Regions from separate parts of the Mus musculus genome. Here all the other regions are linked to region 3. The links are chromatin contacts, called in public HiChIP or PLAC-seq, capture Hi-C and promoter capture Hi-C maps. All regions are on one chromosome and are shown on one strand. Each heading gives the region's core, a stretch centred on a gene start, on an enhancer-like site or on the middle of the called end of the contact. The rest is flanking DNA. Distances are from core to core; before and after follow the strand shown.

Region 1 (2,700 bases), core at 156-2,655, 530 kb before region 3:
TAAATGTGCTCTGCTTCTGAGAACATTCACAGACAGAAAGCAAGAGCCGCTCGTCCAGCAGAGGAAAGCGGGCCCTCTTCTCAGCTATTGTATTGGGTGACATTTGCTGATTCTGAGGTGAATGTCCCCTCCACAGCTGGCTTTACCAATATTTTTAGAAACTTCTCACCAGCTTGCTAGCGCTGAACCATGGCTTGCTCGTGCGGGCAGCTCGACGACGTTTCCCTTTCAGCACCTTCATACTGTCACGGTGCTTCCTGGTGGAGGCCTCTGGGCTCCTCTAACTGGGCTGTGCTCACCCTTCAGCCAGAGAGCAGGCACATCACGAGAGCCCAGGATACAGATGTGTGGTATATGTCTCCAGTCACGACTGCTGAAGACATCTGTTTGGAGAGGCAACTAAGTTCCGGAGTATGGCCTTCTGGGCATGCACACTCATAAGCTTGTGTGCAGTGAGCATGAGCACATCTGTGTGTATATGCATGGGCGTGTAAGGGCCGGAGATCAGCATAAGATATTTGCCTGCCTTCCTCAATCACTCTCTACTATATATATATGGTTATATATATATATGGTTTTATATATATATGGTTATATATATGGTTTTTTATATATGTGGTTTATATATGGTTATATATGGATATATATGTGTGTATATATATATGGATATATATGTGTGTGTATATATATACATATGTGTGTATATATATATTTGAGGCAGGCAACATCTGTCACTGAAGCTGGAGCTCACCAATCCAGTTAGACTGTAGACTGGCTGGCCAGCAAGCCCCAGGAATTGCCAACCTTTGCCTCCCTACTGTGGGGATCACGGACTTGGCATCTTTTGTGGGCACTGGGATCCAAATGCAGACCCTCACATGTGTACAGAAGCCATTTTACCCACTGAGCCCATCCCTATAGCCTCAAGAGTGAGTCTTTCCTGTGCTCCATGTCCTCATACTGTCTTATTAGCAAGACCAATGGTGGAGCAGGAGACGCAGCAGCTGCCACTGAAAGACGAGGAACCAGAGGGAATGTGCCCTGGACAGGGTAGCCAACTGTGAGCAGACAGCAAGACTGGGAAGTGTACTTTCTGCCTCTGAAACAACCTGCCCCCATCAGGAGGCTAAACTCCAGGGAGGTCAGAGGTCGGGGAATTTTTTTTTGGATCACCCTGGGGAATGGGATGAGCCCTCCATCCAACCCCTCTCCCACTCGATGCCCAGCCTCCTCCGCAGGGCATATGGCTTCCAGCTCTCAGCTGGATCTCAGCAGCAGGAATGTTCTTGTGGTTTTCCTGTTGGAATTCCATGAAAAGCGCTTTCATTCTTTCAGCTGTGAGCTTCTGGAGTTTGTGGGGTGTGGAGTCCAGGGGGATTCCCAAGGCCAGCCCTCCCAGTCTGCCCACAGCCTCTAGGCATCTAATTAGTGTAGAAGCCCAGCCCGGAGCAATGACCAGTGAGCACCAGCATCAGCAACAGGGAGCTGTGAGCTAAGTCACAGCCATTTCCACTTAGCCGCTGGAAACAGGCTGTACCGACTGGGGGCCAGTCCCGAGCCAAGGAAGGAGACAGAATGGGGTGGTGGTCAGGTGGGGTCATACCAGGTAGCCGTCTGATTCACCCACACTCTAAGCCTCGGTTTCTTCTTAAGAGTGGCAACGAATATCTACATCAGAATTATTATTACAGAGAATCACAAGCTAGGTCCTCTCTCTTTTCCCTGATCCTGGGGCCCTTGTTCCCTCCTTGGTGTTATCTGTTTACCCACTGCCTTTTGCTGGGCCTTTGTCTTCCAAGTGTTTCCTCCATCTCACATGCTAGGACCCCCTTGTTCCTAAGAGCACCAAATAGGTGTCAGAAGTGACAGTTGAGGCCCCACCCACCTGTAAGCACTCCAACCCCATCCTTAGAATGCTTGGCAGGCTCAAGGGTTTGCTTTAGACCAGGGTATTTGGGGAAAGAGACGAGGGGGTTGGGAACCAGTTGACATGAGTGATTTGACCAAGTCTGAGGTCCTAGGTCAGTGGCCCAGTGAGCCTCCCATTCTGCCCCTTTCAGGAGACAGAAGTCTGGAAAGCTGCCCCACACCCTCTTCTTTGATGTCTGCATCATCCATGCCCTCTCTCATCTTGCCCTCTTCTTCACCTCTGTCCCTCACATCCTCCTCACCCCACCCCTTTCCTCCTCCTCCCAGCCTCTTTTTATTTCTCTGGGCACACAAATGCTCACCTCTCAGAGCTCTTACCCAGCCAGCATCCATGAGCAGTTGGGGCACGTGCCACCACCTCATCTAGAGGAGAAAGGTGATGCTCAGAGCAGATTTTAGCACATGGTTTCAATGGTAATGTAGAATTTGGGTGTGGGACCGGCAATACCCTCCTGTGGGTGGTGAATCTGAACTATATGCAGAAGTATAGTTTCCAAAGTTTCACGACCGCCCCATCCTTCCCAGCTTCATTTGGAAACTTCCAGAATGTCCTAACATAAATGTGAACTAATAGGGTCATGCAGTCACATTTCTCTACTTCCTGCTCAGAAGGATAGGGTGTCTAGAACATGCAAGCTTTTCCCTCCCCGTGGATATCAGAGCTTCTCCCCAGCAATTCCTTGAGAGCCTGTCCTCTGATTGCCCGCCTCCTACTTAGAGCACCTGCTATGATCAGACATGGTACTGAAGGATACACGAGAACCCCTTCAT
Region 2 (2,701 bases), core at 5-2,504, 930 kb before region 3:
GTGAACACACGACTAAAAGAATTAAAGAAAAAAAATTAGCCAGATACCTGTGAACGCATTTAGCTCAATTTTCTTCTAAGGCAGGTTAACTATTAAGTCTCATTTTTGAGACACTTCCTTTAGAACTCAGCAACATGTTTCCTAAGTAGAAATCTATTACGGATAGATACAGGCTTTAGTTCTACCAGGAAGCTCAATGTTCAAGCTTTGCTATGGTGGCATCCCTAAAACATGCAGAGAGATAGAGAAAAGAGGGAGGGAGGAAGGAGAGAAGGAGAGGGAGGGGAAGGGGGAGGGGGATGGGGAGGGGAATGGGAAGGGGGAGGGACTCACTACCACTACTTCAAGGGTGACAAGAGGCATCTCAATTGTCTGAATCTTTGAGAATCCAAGGTCAGGTAATAAAGAAGTATTCAAAGGAAGCAGCTGATAGAAACAAGTCATCTTGTATCTATGTTCTAGTGTCTCTGTATCCTTAGGCAAGTGAACACAAACTCAAATTAACTTGAGTTAATGAAGAGAGTCAGCTTAATAGACTCAGAAAGCATTCAATGTATATCAATTGTGGAGCTGTTTAATGCCATTAGTGAGCACTTGTACGTCTTTCCACTTGATTTGTACCTTGTAAGGGACATAGGGACTCATCAGCAAAATGTTTCCTGACACAGGCGGCATAGCTCAACTGCCCCATAAAGCCTTCCCATCTGTTCATGAAAACAGTTAGGAGCTGATATCCTGTCACAATAAAAACACCATTTATCTAGGAATACAAAGGAAATTCCCCAATCTGAAGGGTTCCAATGCCAATATGACACCAAGGGTAAAGAGTGGAAACTTCCCTTAGGGACCCAGAGTAAGAAGAGGATGTCACACTAGCCACTTATATTTGACATTGTACTGGAAGTCCCAACAGAGACAATTAGGCAAGAGAAAGAATCAGGAAATGTCTAGATTGCAAAGAAAGAAATAAAATTACCACACTGAGGATGTCATGACCGCAATAGCAGAGAAAAACCCCCAAAAAACCCTTCGGAAGCGGTGAGAGTTAACAGGAATTCAGCTAGGCTGGAAGAGCCGACGGTGCTCTAACCACTGAGCCCCTTGAAAAGATACTTATCTCCTGATTTGTAAACTTACTGAAAGCTGTTACCTTCTGTATCTTTCTACTGTAGAAATAACTGGAAAGGATGTACTTCAACAACCATAAAAGAAACACTTGGCTTGGATCTGAATTCAGCATTTGAAACTGGGGCTATTACTCTTTCCAATGGAGGTGAAATTATCCAGACAACTGGCTCATACAGGAGGAAAGTGGACTCCCACTGGAATGACAAGGCATAAACAAAAATGTATATTTACTAAGTCATTGTATATTAGTATATATAAAAAAAAAATCAATCTGTCACTATGTTTCCAGTCCTGGCTGGTTTTGTCAACTTGACACAAGCTCGAGTCATCAGAGAGGAAGGAACCTCAGATGATGAAACGCCTCCATGAGATCCAGCTGTAAGGCATTTTCTCAATTAGTGATCGGTGAGGGGAGGGCCCAGCCTATTGTGGGTGACGCCATCCCTGGGCTGGTGGTCCTGGGTTCTATAAGAAAGCAGGCTGAACTATCTATGTAAGCAGCACCCCACCATGGCCTCTGCATCAGCTCCTGCCTCCAGGTTCCTCCCCAGTTTGAGTTCCTGTCCTGTCCTTTCTTCCTTCGATGAAAAACAGTGCTGTGGAAGTGTAAGCCCAGTGAACCCTTCCCTCTCCAGCTTGCTTTCTGGTCATGGAGTTTCATCCAGAAAGACAGAAACTCCAAGACATTTCCTTTCTTACAAAACAGATAAGCACTTTGACATTCACGCTCTGCAAATGCCTCTATTCTGTTATGGGCAGCACTGTAGCCATGGAAAACAATACCAGTAATTGAAACCTAACAAAAGGAATCTCTCTTTATGGCAGCATTATGGGGAGTGGTGATTTTAAAGGAGCAGGCATAAGTGAGGACGTGGAGTCATTGCTTGGAGGTGAATGTCAAATAGCATTCTCCATGGCTTTTACCCACTAAATGTTGCTTATTCTTTGACTTGGGTTATGCAGTTGGATTCATGGTGATATTTCTAAATACCCACCAGAGCTACTAAATGAAATCTGGGCATAAGAACTGGTGTGGTGGTGTGTGTCTATAAATCCCAACATCAGGAGCATTGCTACACAATTGAGGCCAGCCTGGGTTAGAGGCAAGACTCTGTCTCAAAAAAAAAAAACAAAAAAAGCAAAAAAAAAAAAAAAAACAAAACCCGAAAACACGATAAACTAAAGGGCACTATAAATGCAGATTATCACATTCCATTCCCTAAACTGCCCATTAAGCCTACACAAAAGGCCAAAAGCTAAAGTGCACTTCTGGGAAATATAGCTCAGAGAGAGTGCACTTGAGGTCCTAGGTTCAATCCCCAGAAGGAGAAACAAGGGTTAAAGTGCTCCGTGGAAATGCCTGAGAGAACTAGGAAATCTAAAAGTGTCCATGTTAAGCTGTCACCTACCTAGTGGAGCAACATCACCATACTAGGTGGCACTTCACGGGTCTAGGGAACATTCCACAACAAACAGGACAGTAAAGCACTAATTTTCTTTCTGTAAAAAAAAAAAAAAAAGAAAGAAAAAGAACTGCTGTGCCCATTCCCAGAGGTATAGACGGGTTCTTGAA
Region 3 (2,768 bases), core at 221-2,720:
CTAGTCTATTTAGTGTTTCTGACTCACAAACGGAAGTGATTCTATTTTGGCATCCTCCGTCTTTCTCTTGTTGGGTCTCTGCTGACTTGCTGTGCTAAATTATGCAAGTTACTTTAACTGTTGATTTAACTCCCGCATGCTCTGTAAAATGAGCCCAGTCCAGCCTGCTTGTTTGCCAAGGCTGTTTGGAGACAATTTTTCATATGCTATGCATCATCAGCTCCCACAGAAGGCAGAAAGAATTTGATGTGTGGGGGTTGTCTGGGATCCAGTCCAAAATTAGTGCTCATCTGGAAGAAACATGGACGCCTGGTGCTTGCTTGCTGGCCTTATTTGTTTTCACTTAGGGCTTTCCCTCTAAGGAACTTTGCAAAATTTATCACTTTAGTATTTTTTATATATATATATAAGGTTGGCTTTTTCTTTTGTAAAAAGACTGAAGTGGGAAAAGCCTTCTGATGCCTTCTATTAGTGAACTGTGTATCAAAGAGAGCAATTTGTCTGACCTAGTTTGATGACCTGGGGAAGGATTACCTCTAACATCCAGAATTTGTCCCTCTCCTCCCACTCCCCTCCCCTTCCCTCCCCTTCCCTCCCCTCTCCTCCCTCTCCCCTCTCTCTGGTCCCTTAACAACTCCCAAGACTGGCCTCTTTAGGCCCCTGCTTGGGATGTGAAATCCAACCAGATTTATCATTCATGTGCTCACGCAATATGCTTTTGTGCGATTTGCAAAAGAACATAACAGCTCCTCCCTTTGAAATGCTTGCTGGCCTACAGTGGCAATAGTAGGTCAGGCAAACGTGTGCACTCACTCCAAGAGAGGCAAAAAACCGGACGTTCTGAGGGCAAAAAACGGGAGCAGAGGTTTCCACTATGTGGGGCAGTCTGGAGACTCACTGGGCTGAGAGGAGAGATAGAACTTTTAAAGGTGGGAAGGAAACAGCATGTCAATGCTCCCAGCTGGATTCCTCAGACCTCAGACCACAGTCACCCGAGGTGTGAGCAGCAGCTGTAAAAACTAAACTTGCACAACTACGAGGGAGGTTTTTCAGGCTACACACGGAATCCGTTCTTGGCCATTTAAACCCAACCTGGAAGACAATAAAGGCCTTGGCAAAGTGCACACTTACACTAGTTAATGTAGAAAGACAGACTGGCCAGAGGAGAGAGTTCACGCCTAGAGACAATGCAACAGGATGGTCCATAGGTCCAATCGAGGCAAAAGGAATGGAAAAGAGGTGACTAAGTGCTTCATCAGGCCTTAAAATCTAGGTGTGGGGAAGGCAGTGGGAATACCTCTTGGGTCAGGGCTCTTTACTCCGAGGGGCACCGGGAGGAGCTAGAGTTATAAACACCTCCTCCAGTGACGCCAGGTGGTCGGCTGCGTCTTCCGATTAGCTACTCCGGCCGCCAATCCCGCAGGAGGCGGCGCTGTCCCGGCCGCTCGGAGCTCCGAGTGCGGTCGGCGCGGGCTGAGAGCCGGGGAAGCCGGCGGAGCCGGGTGACTGGCGAGCCGGAACATCAGGCGCCGCCGCAGAGGTAGGCAGGTGGGCAGAGCGCGGGGTCCAGCGTCCTCGGGGACCGAGCCTCCCGGGTTCCTTACCCCGGGAACCAGGGCGTCCTGGGTTGCCGGCGAGGAAGGGGTCGGCGGGGTCGGCGGAGTGGGACAGGGATGCAGCGCAGGACGCCTCGCGCCCTGGCTCGGCCGGGTCCCGGGTCGCCCGCAGGAGCTGGCTGGGGACGGCTCTACGTTCCTCGGGCTCCTGTGACGTTCTGTTAGAAAAGCAGGGCCCCTGGCTTGTGGTACCGCTGGGGGTCGTCGGGTAGGGGAGCTGCGGGGCAGCCCCGCGTCCCCGCGCGCCTTGGGTCCCATCGGCGATGCAACAGTTCGGCCTGCGCTTCTGATGAGCCGTGCTTTGAGGGGACCCCGGGACCACAGTTCTCCAGCTTTTCATTTTTAACACCTCTGCTTGCCCGACCGCCCGACGCCAGAGCGCCCTAAGGTGACATACCCCGAAACGAATCTGTCCCCGGAGGAGTTGAGGCACCCTGCCTTGCAAAAACTCTCCTCTAGCCCGGCTACCTGAGGGTCACTGGCTTCTTTGTGAAAGTTCCAGTCTTTGCAAGCCTGGACCTCATAGGCTGTGTGTGTGTGTCCAGGAGGAGTGTGGAGGAGAAGGCTGTTCTGGGCAGTGCCGCTGAAGGGCAGGCATGCCCCAAGTAGGGCTAGGTGCTAAGGTTCTTTGAACAAGCATGCTTCAGCCTAGTTAAAGACATCTTTTCTGCATTGGGGGTAGGCAGGACATAACCTACAACCCAACTGTTCTAAAGAATATATAGGCTTTAGGGGATTATCTAAATTCCATCAGTGTGAGTCTAGGTAGTAACTTTCCTTCTTCCCTCCCTCGCTCTTTCCCTCTCTCCCTTCCTCCCTTCCCAGGACTTTAGTCTTTTCAAACCTCTCCCACCCCCTTTTAGGAGCTGGAAAAGAAACAGGAAGTCAGAGATTCAGAGAAAAGAGCGTTCACTCCACAACTATAAACAGTTTATTTTGTGCCAGTAAATATTTCCGAAGTCACTGGAAGTCTTTGGAAAACCTCAGTTTTTGTCTGCCCCCTGCAGAGAAGGTAGATCCCCTTAGAGTTCAAAACTTAGAGAGGACATTTTTAGAAGTGGAAGCCATACAGTCCTGTCACTAGGGACGTTGAAAGTGTTGAGAATTCCCATTCTTAGCCAGCCAAGGTGGAGCTCTGCTGGGTTACAGCTG
Region 4 (2,800 bases), core at 26-2,525, 590 kb before region 3:
TATGATCTGAGAGTTAATATTAGCAGTTAAGATTATAATAAAAAGAAACGGTGTTTGCCTTGGCCAGAGCTATCAAGGCAAGCGAGGCTACTTGCTGACATTCTGCCAGTGGAGCAGCTGTACCTTGTAGATTTCTTGTTACTCAACACATGCTGACATCGTGAAAGGACTCCAACGCATTCATCTGTGTTTCTGACATAGCACACTTATGACATCAGGGTTGAGTGAGGGAACCTGACCACACTCCAAAGCCCACGTTGGAGGTGGGCCAGAAGATACTAGAAGCGTCGGGCCGTTTTTCCTGCAGTCTTGCCCCCATTAAGTACTCGCCTCACTGTAATGTTTGCTGGTAAAACAAACAGATCCTCACATTTCCCTGACTGAACCGCCTGGGGTGGGCTCCTGGCTGGGAGGAGGCTGTCTGTGTGCTGCCTCAGGGGCCCAGACTCTCAATGACTCTGCTCTCCTTATGGGATGGCTCAGAGTCCTCTGCAGTCAGCAGGCACACAGGAGAGAGAGAGACAGGAGGCGCAAGCTCATCTTGTCTCCTCGGCCTGGGTGCTACCATCTACCGCTTAGATTTTGTTCTCACGGTGAGGACCAGGCTCACACCCACCCATCTCCATGCTTTTAGCTGCTCTGCTCTGCTCATAGAGCTGAGCCCATAGCCCAGGATGCTCCCTCCTCAGGAGGCCTTTTAGCTCTCCTCGTTTGTGTTTGTTTGTTTGCTTGAGACAGAGTTTCTCTGTGTAGCCCTGGCTCTCCTGGAACATGTTCTATAGATGAGGCTGCTCTCAAACTCAAAGAGACCCACCTGCCTCTGCCTCTGCCCCTGCCCCTGTCCCTGCCCCTGCCCCTGCCCCTGTCTCTGCCTGAGTGCTGACATTAAAGGCATGCACCGCCACTGCCCAGCCATTCTTAGCCCTTCTTTAAGATGCTTGGTAGGTTATTGGTCCCAGGCCCGGTTTTAAAAGGAAAAACCATGGATGTTCCTGAGGGGAAATGGAGGGCACAGGTGGACACCCTCAACGAGCTGGTACACACATTATCCTCTTAAAACTTCAGGCATTCTGAGTGCCTCCCAAGTCTCCTCTAAGAGACCCTAGAGTCCACTTCAGGTTGCTCTCCTCTGGGCTCGGTGACCTGGGCCCAGCAACTGTGATGGTCAAGTCCAAAAGTCCCCATCAGTCAGAACTGGATCAAAGGAAGAGATGTGGGTGGAGCTCAGGCACGTCACAACGTGCTTTCTCTCACCCAGGCCTTGTACCTCTAGCCAGGGCTTCTTACACACCTGCTGCCAAAAGGAGGGACATGAAGAGTAGCCAGGCTGCCAGACCTCAAGGTGTTTCTGAGTTTATGACAGGATGACCAGACACCTGATGAGAAGGATGCCAAGCTCCTGACAGGAGAAGAAGCAAAGGATGAATGCCAGAGGGGCCATCATGGGTGAGTCACTCCTCTGGGGCAATTGGAGGAGGCATCCTGGAACTTAGAACTTGCAGGAAGGGGTGGGGAGCACGGGGAATGGAGGGGAGCACGGGGAGCGGTGGGGAGCATGGGAAGACTCGCTGGCATTCCTACTTGTTTTTATGTGTGTGATACTTTATAGTTGCAAAGCCAGTGAGGTGTGTGAAGCAGAGAAAAGAGAGAGAGAGAGAGAGAGAGAGAGAGAGAGAGAGAGAACACAGGCCCAGAGAGGCTGAGCCCCCTTGCTCAAGGTTGCACAGGAATTAGTAAGACTACAAATATCCTGCCTACAGTTTTGGTGTTTTTTGTATAAGTTTGACAAATGTTTCTCTTCTTCAAGGGCCGATCAGGGCAGGTTCCCCAGGCTGGGTAAGAAGCCCCCATGTAGGGCACAGACTCCCTGGAGGGCATCTTGAGTCTAGGTGCACAGCGTCCCTTTAAGAACATGTGTTTCCTGTTTTCTTTCTCCTGCTGGCTAAGGGCAGAATGGGGTTTTCCTGAGCGGAAGACCAGTGAAGTCCTGCTCAGTGCCGTCAGCTTTGGCTGGTCTGGGGCTCATAGCTCTATTATTCTGGAGCTGATCTGCTCTGGCCAGTCTTCCTAACTTGATACTCCAGTCATCCCAGATCTTGAACCCAGGGTCTTGACTCTTAGATGATAGTTTTGGAATATTCCTTAAGAATTAATCAAGGTCTTAGAATTGGTACTGCCCTGGAACAGAGACACTAAGGCTGAGGGAGGGAGGAGCAGGTCTCCTCAAAGAAGCAAAACAAGACCTTAGGCAGCCGAAGACCCAGGGCAGGAACTTCACCCCCATGCCCCTCCCACTGTTCTCATTCATCCTGGGTGCAAGTTGAGGTTAGACCTCACTCCAGTCTGCTAGACGGTACCATGCGGAGTTGGCACGGTCTGGGTTCAGGCCATAACAGCTGTGAATATAGAGTTCCTGGAGGCTAACCGAACATCTTTTTCTACTGTCTGGTTCATGATTTTTGTTTCTTAGAATATATCATAGTTCAGGGAGATATCACTGAGCCTGGTGACCCGGGTTCAATCCCTAGGACCCATATGGTGGAAGGAGAGAACCAGATCCTGAAAACAGTCCTCTACGCATGTGCATGTGTGCACATATATATGTGTATATACACACTTTAGAAATATATGTATATGCATATATGTGTGTATGTATAAATAAATGCAATGAAAAAGGATATATCCTTTTTTAAGATTTATTTTCATTTTTGATTATGTGTACAATTATGTGTGTGTGTGTGTGTATACACACTCGAGAGAGCGCACACATGCATGCATAGCTATATGTATGAGGGCAGGT
Region 5 (2,700 bases), core at 160-2,659, 660 kb before region 3:
CAGACGCTTGTCACTGAGCTGACGACCTAACGTCCTTCCCTGGGATCCGCAGTGATGGAAAGAGAGAGCTGATTCCTCACAATCGTCATCTCACCTCCAAACTCACTCCGTGGGGCAAAAATAAAAAACCAAATTAGATAAATGTATATATTTTTTATTTAAAATGGCAGGGGATGCCTTTAATCCTAGCACTTGGGAGGCAGAGGCAGGCGGATTTCTGAGTTTGAGGCCAGCCTGGTCTACAGAGTGAGTTCCAGGACAGCCAGGGCTACACAGAGAAACCCTGTCTCAAAAAACAAAAAACAAAACAAAACAAAACAAAAAGGCAGGGGATATAGCTCAGAGATAGAACACTTGGCTATTATTCATAATGCCTTTGATTTAATCCCCAGTCCCGAGAGACAAGACAAGACAAAGCAACCCGATGTCCTGCCACATACACCAATCTATCATCTTTAGTTTTGAAGCCTGAATGGGGCTCGAAGGTGAAAATCCAGGTGTTGTCAGAGCTGTATTTTTTTTAAAGACTTATTTATCTTATGTTCGTTGGTGTTTTGCCTACATGTATGTCCATATGAGGGTGTCAGATCCCCTGGAATTACAGACTGTTTCGAGCTGCCATGTGGGTGCTGGGAATTGAAACTGGAAGAGCAGCCAGTGTTCCTAACCACTGAGCCATCTCCTCAGCCTTGGGTCTTGTCTTTTTTTTTTTTTTTAAAGAGTTCAGGTAGAAGACATAGGTTTCTTCTTCTCTAACCTATCAAGATCCTCCTCACACCTGCAAGTAACGGAGACTCCAATTAACCGGGAGCTTATGGGATGCTGAGGATTTATATGCTAGGTGACAAGCAAGTACACCCCTCCCCCCACTAAATAAAAGTGTAATTTAAACAATTCAAAGACACACGTCTAGAGAGATGGCTCAGCCACTGAGAGCACTTGCTACTCTTGTAGAGGGCCAAGGTTTGGTTCCCAGTATCCACATGGCAGCTCACAATTGCCTGTACCTCCAGTTCCAGTGGATCTGATGCCCTCTTCTGGCTTTTAATGGCACCACATACACACACACAGTGAACAAAACATACATGCAAGCAAACGCTCATAACTAAATAAATCTTAGGAATATAAAAATGAAACAAGACAGAAAAACAAGCAAAGAAAACCCGTTCAGCTAAGGGGAAAGTTAAAGGCTCATATAACAAGATACCTGTCTGAGTCAGGGGTTCTCTTGCTGTGAAGAGACCCCATGACCATGGCAGCTCTCATGATGGAAAACATACTCTGGGCTGGCTTAGTTTCAGGGGTTTAGTTCATTATCATCATGGTGGGAAGCACAGCCGTGTGTAGGCAGACCTGGTGCTTGAGAGGAGGAGAGCATTCTATATCCAGATCCGAAGGCATCAGGAAGAGACCTTGAGCCACTAAGCCCCAGCTTGAGCTCCTCAGACCCGCCCCCTAGTGACGCGCATCCTCCAGCAAAGCCACACCCACTCCAACAAGGCCACACCTCTTTAGTGGCACTCCGTATGGGCCTATGTGGGCCATCTTCATTCAGACCACCACAGTAGCTAAAGGATATTTGCAGGAGGTGTAACTGAGGAGACCCAGCCTGAATGTTGCTCATGTCAGGTTTTGTGTGACAGCGAGGAGAAAAGTGACTAACACACGTCCTATTCCTGGTGGCTGAGGACAGCTGGTTACACGTAGCGTTTCCTTAGGACCACGCCCTGTCTCCAGTGCTGCAGGTGCTTGCTTGCTCTGCTGTGGGGGCTGCAGAGCGGGTTGAGTCATGTTAGCAGCATCCTTCCATTCTTCCTACCAGACATATGTTGTTGAAATTTTTTAATCCCAATCTGGGGTTTCTCTATCACCTTGATCATTCAGTTCCTGGATAAAAGACACACAACCTTTATATTTACAATAAGCCTTAATCAGCACAAGAGCTGGGCAGATACCTACCCTCTATGCTATTAGAATCTACCTTCCTATCAATAACCCCAAGTTATTATTTACTATGTTTCATCTATGCTGCTCTTAACTCCAATTGGTCAGCCCTCAGGTTCTCCCTCGAGAACCCATGGCTTCTCTCTCCCTCCTTCACCTTCTTCTCCCTCATGGTTTTCCTCAGACCCCCAGTCCTGGAATCCTAAACCCCACCTATGTCTCTTCTGTCCAACTATTGGTTGTCAGCATCTTTATTTACCAATGAGAAATAACTTGGGTGCAAAGTCACTGGGTCTACACTCAGACTTTCTCTCAGGGAACCAGGTCTTAGGGGCTTGCACTTAGCCCTACAATACACAGCAAAAGACCAAACCTCAAAAGACTTAGGCAATTCTCCCCATGTTTCTGGGAGATCAAACTGCCATGAAGGGAGAACCAGATGTGTGTGCTGGCCACGAGAGGCTCAAATGTCCATACTTGCACCCATTACTGGGACAAAACCAGTAGTAACCAGCAGACGTTGCTTGGATCTGGTGTTTCCAGGTTCCCAGACTTTTATTCAAGAAAACTAAAATAAAGGCAGAAACAAATTGCAAAGAAGCAAAGGAGTTTTATTTCAAAGCAAAGCAATAGTATAGACCAGAAACATCCTGTCAAGAGTGATAGGGGACACTATCTATCGATCGATTTATCTATCTATCTATCTATCTATCTATCTATCTATCTATCTATCTATCATCATCATCATCTATCATC

The links. Promoter capture Hi-C pulls out the DNA fragments that hold promoters and counts their contacts. HiChIP or PLAC-seq counts read pairs in DNA pulled down with a chosen protein or histone mark. Capture Hi-C pulls out chosen DNA fragments and counts their contacts.
Region 1: a contact with region 3 is called in an HNF4G HiChIP or PLAC-seq map of pancreatic cancer cells. The contact joins the enhancer-like site here to the promoter of Plekhh2 in region 3. A contact is called at or near these places in 5 of 39 promoter capture datasets (the 3T3-L1 cell line, the C10 cell line, cranial neural crest and 1 more), 2 of 115 datasets of contacts at active chromatin or transcription factors (large pre-B cells and pancreatic cancer cells) and 1 of 9 other capture datasets (macrophages).
Region 2: a contact with region 3 is called in a promoter capture Hi-C map of hematopoietic stem and progenitor cells, with 3 times the contacts expected there. The contact joins the enhancer-like site here to the promoter of Plekhh2 in region 3. A contact is called at or near these places in 4 of 39 promoter capture datasets (HPC-7-derived erythroid cells, hematopoietic stem and progenitor cells, liver and 1 more) and 1 of 115 datasets of contacts at active chromatin or transcription factors (pancreatic cancer cells).
Region 4: a contact with region 3 is called in a capture Hi-C map of macrophages, with 3 times the contacts expected there. The contact joins the promoter of 1810073O08Rik here to the promoter of Plekhh2 in region 3. A contact is called at or near these places in 14 of 39 promoter capture datasets (the C10 cell line, the SN4741 cell line, cranial neural crest and 9 more), 1 of 484 Hi-C or Micro-C datasets (bone marrow-derived macrophages) and 2 of 9 other capture datasets (adipose tissue and macrophages).
Region 5: a promoter capture Hi-C map of neural stem cells shows a contact between it and region 3. The contact joins the promoter of C430042M11Rik here to the promoter of Plekhh2 in region 3. A contact is called at or near these places in 5 of 39 promoter capture datasets (the 3T3-L1 cell line, cranial neural crest, hippocampal neurons and 2 more), 1 of 484 Hi-C or Micro-C datasets (cortical neurons), 9 of 115 datasets of contacts at active chromatin or transcription factors (T-cell acute lymphoblastic leukemia, bone marrow-derived macrophages, cardiomyocytes and 6 more) and 1 of 9 other capture datasets (adipose tissue).

Annotation. Positions count from the first base shown.
Region 1 is chr17:83,978,031-83,980,730 of GRCm38.p6, forward strand. No RefSeq gene overlaps it. Among named protein-coding and RNA genes, the nearest start is that of Gm35457, 15 kb to the left of the region's middle. Within about 2 kb of position 1,406, at least 64 of the 459 cell types and tissues checked have an H3K27ac peak or open chromatin away from gene starts, as enhancers often do. A contact at or near this core is called in pancreatic cancer cells, where this site is marked.
Region 2 is chr17:83,580,012-83,582,712 of GRCm38.p6, forward strand. It overlaps a transcript of Kcng3 not described here. Among named protein-coding and RNA genes, the nearest start is that of Gm34801, 13 kb to the left of the region's middle. Within about 2 kb of position 1,255, at least 21 of the 459 cell types and tissues checked have an H3K27ac peak or open chromatin away from gene starts, as enhancers often do. A contact at or near this core is called in hematopoietic stem and progenitor cells, where this site is marked.
Region 3 is chr17:84,510,425-84,513,192 of GRCm38.p6, forward strand. Plekhh2 (pleckstrin homology domain containing, family H (with MyTH4 domain) member 2) reads left to right here and starts at 1,471. Exons shown (of 30, transcript NM_177606.4): 1 at 1,471-1,540.
Region 4 is chr17:83,916,659-83,919,458 of GRCm38.p6, forward strand. 1810073O08Rik (RIKEN cDNA 1810073O08 gene) reads left to right here and starts at 1,276. Exons shown (of 2, transcript NR_166916.2): 1 at 1,276-1,446.
Region 5 is chr17:83,853,009-83,855,708 of GRCm38.p6, forward strand. It overlaps C430042M11Rik (RIKEN cDNA C430042M11 gene), which reads right to left and starts at 1,410. Exons shown (of 2, transcript NR_155491.1): 1 at 1,208-1,410.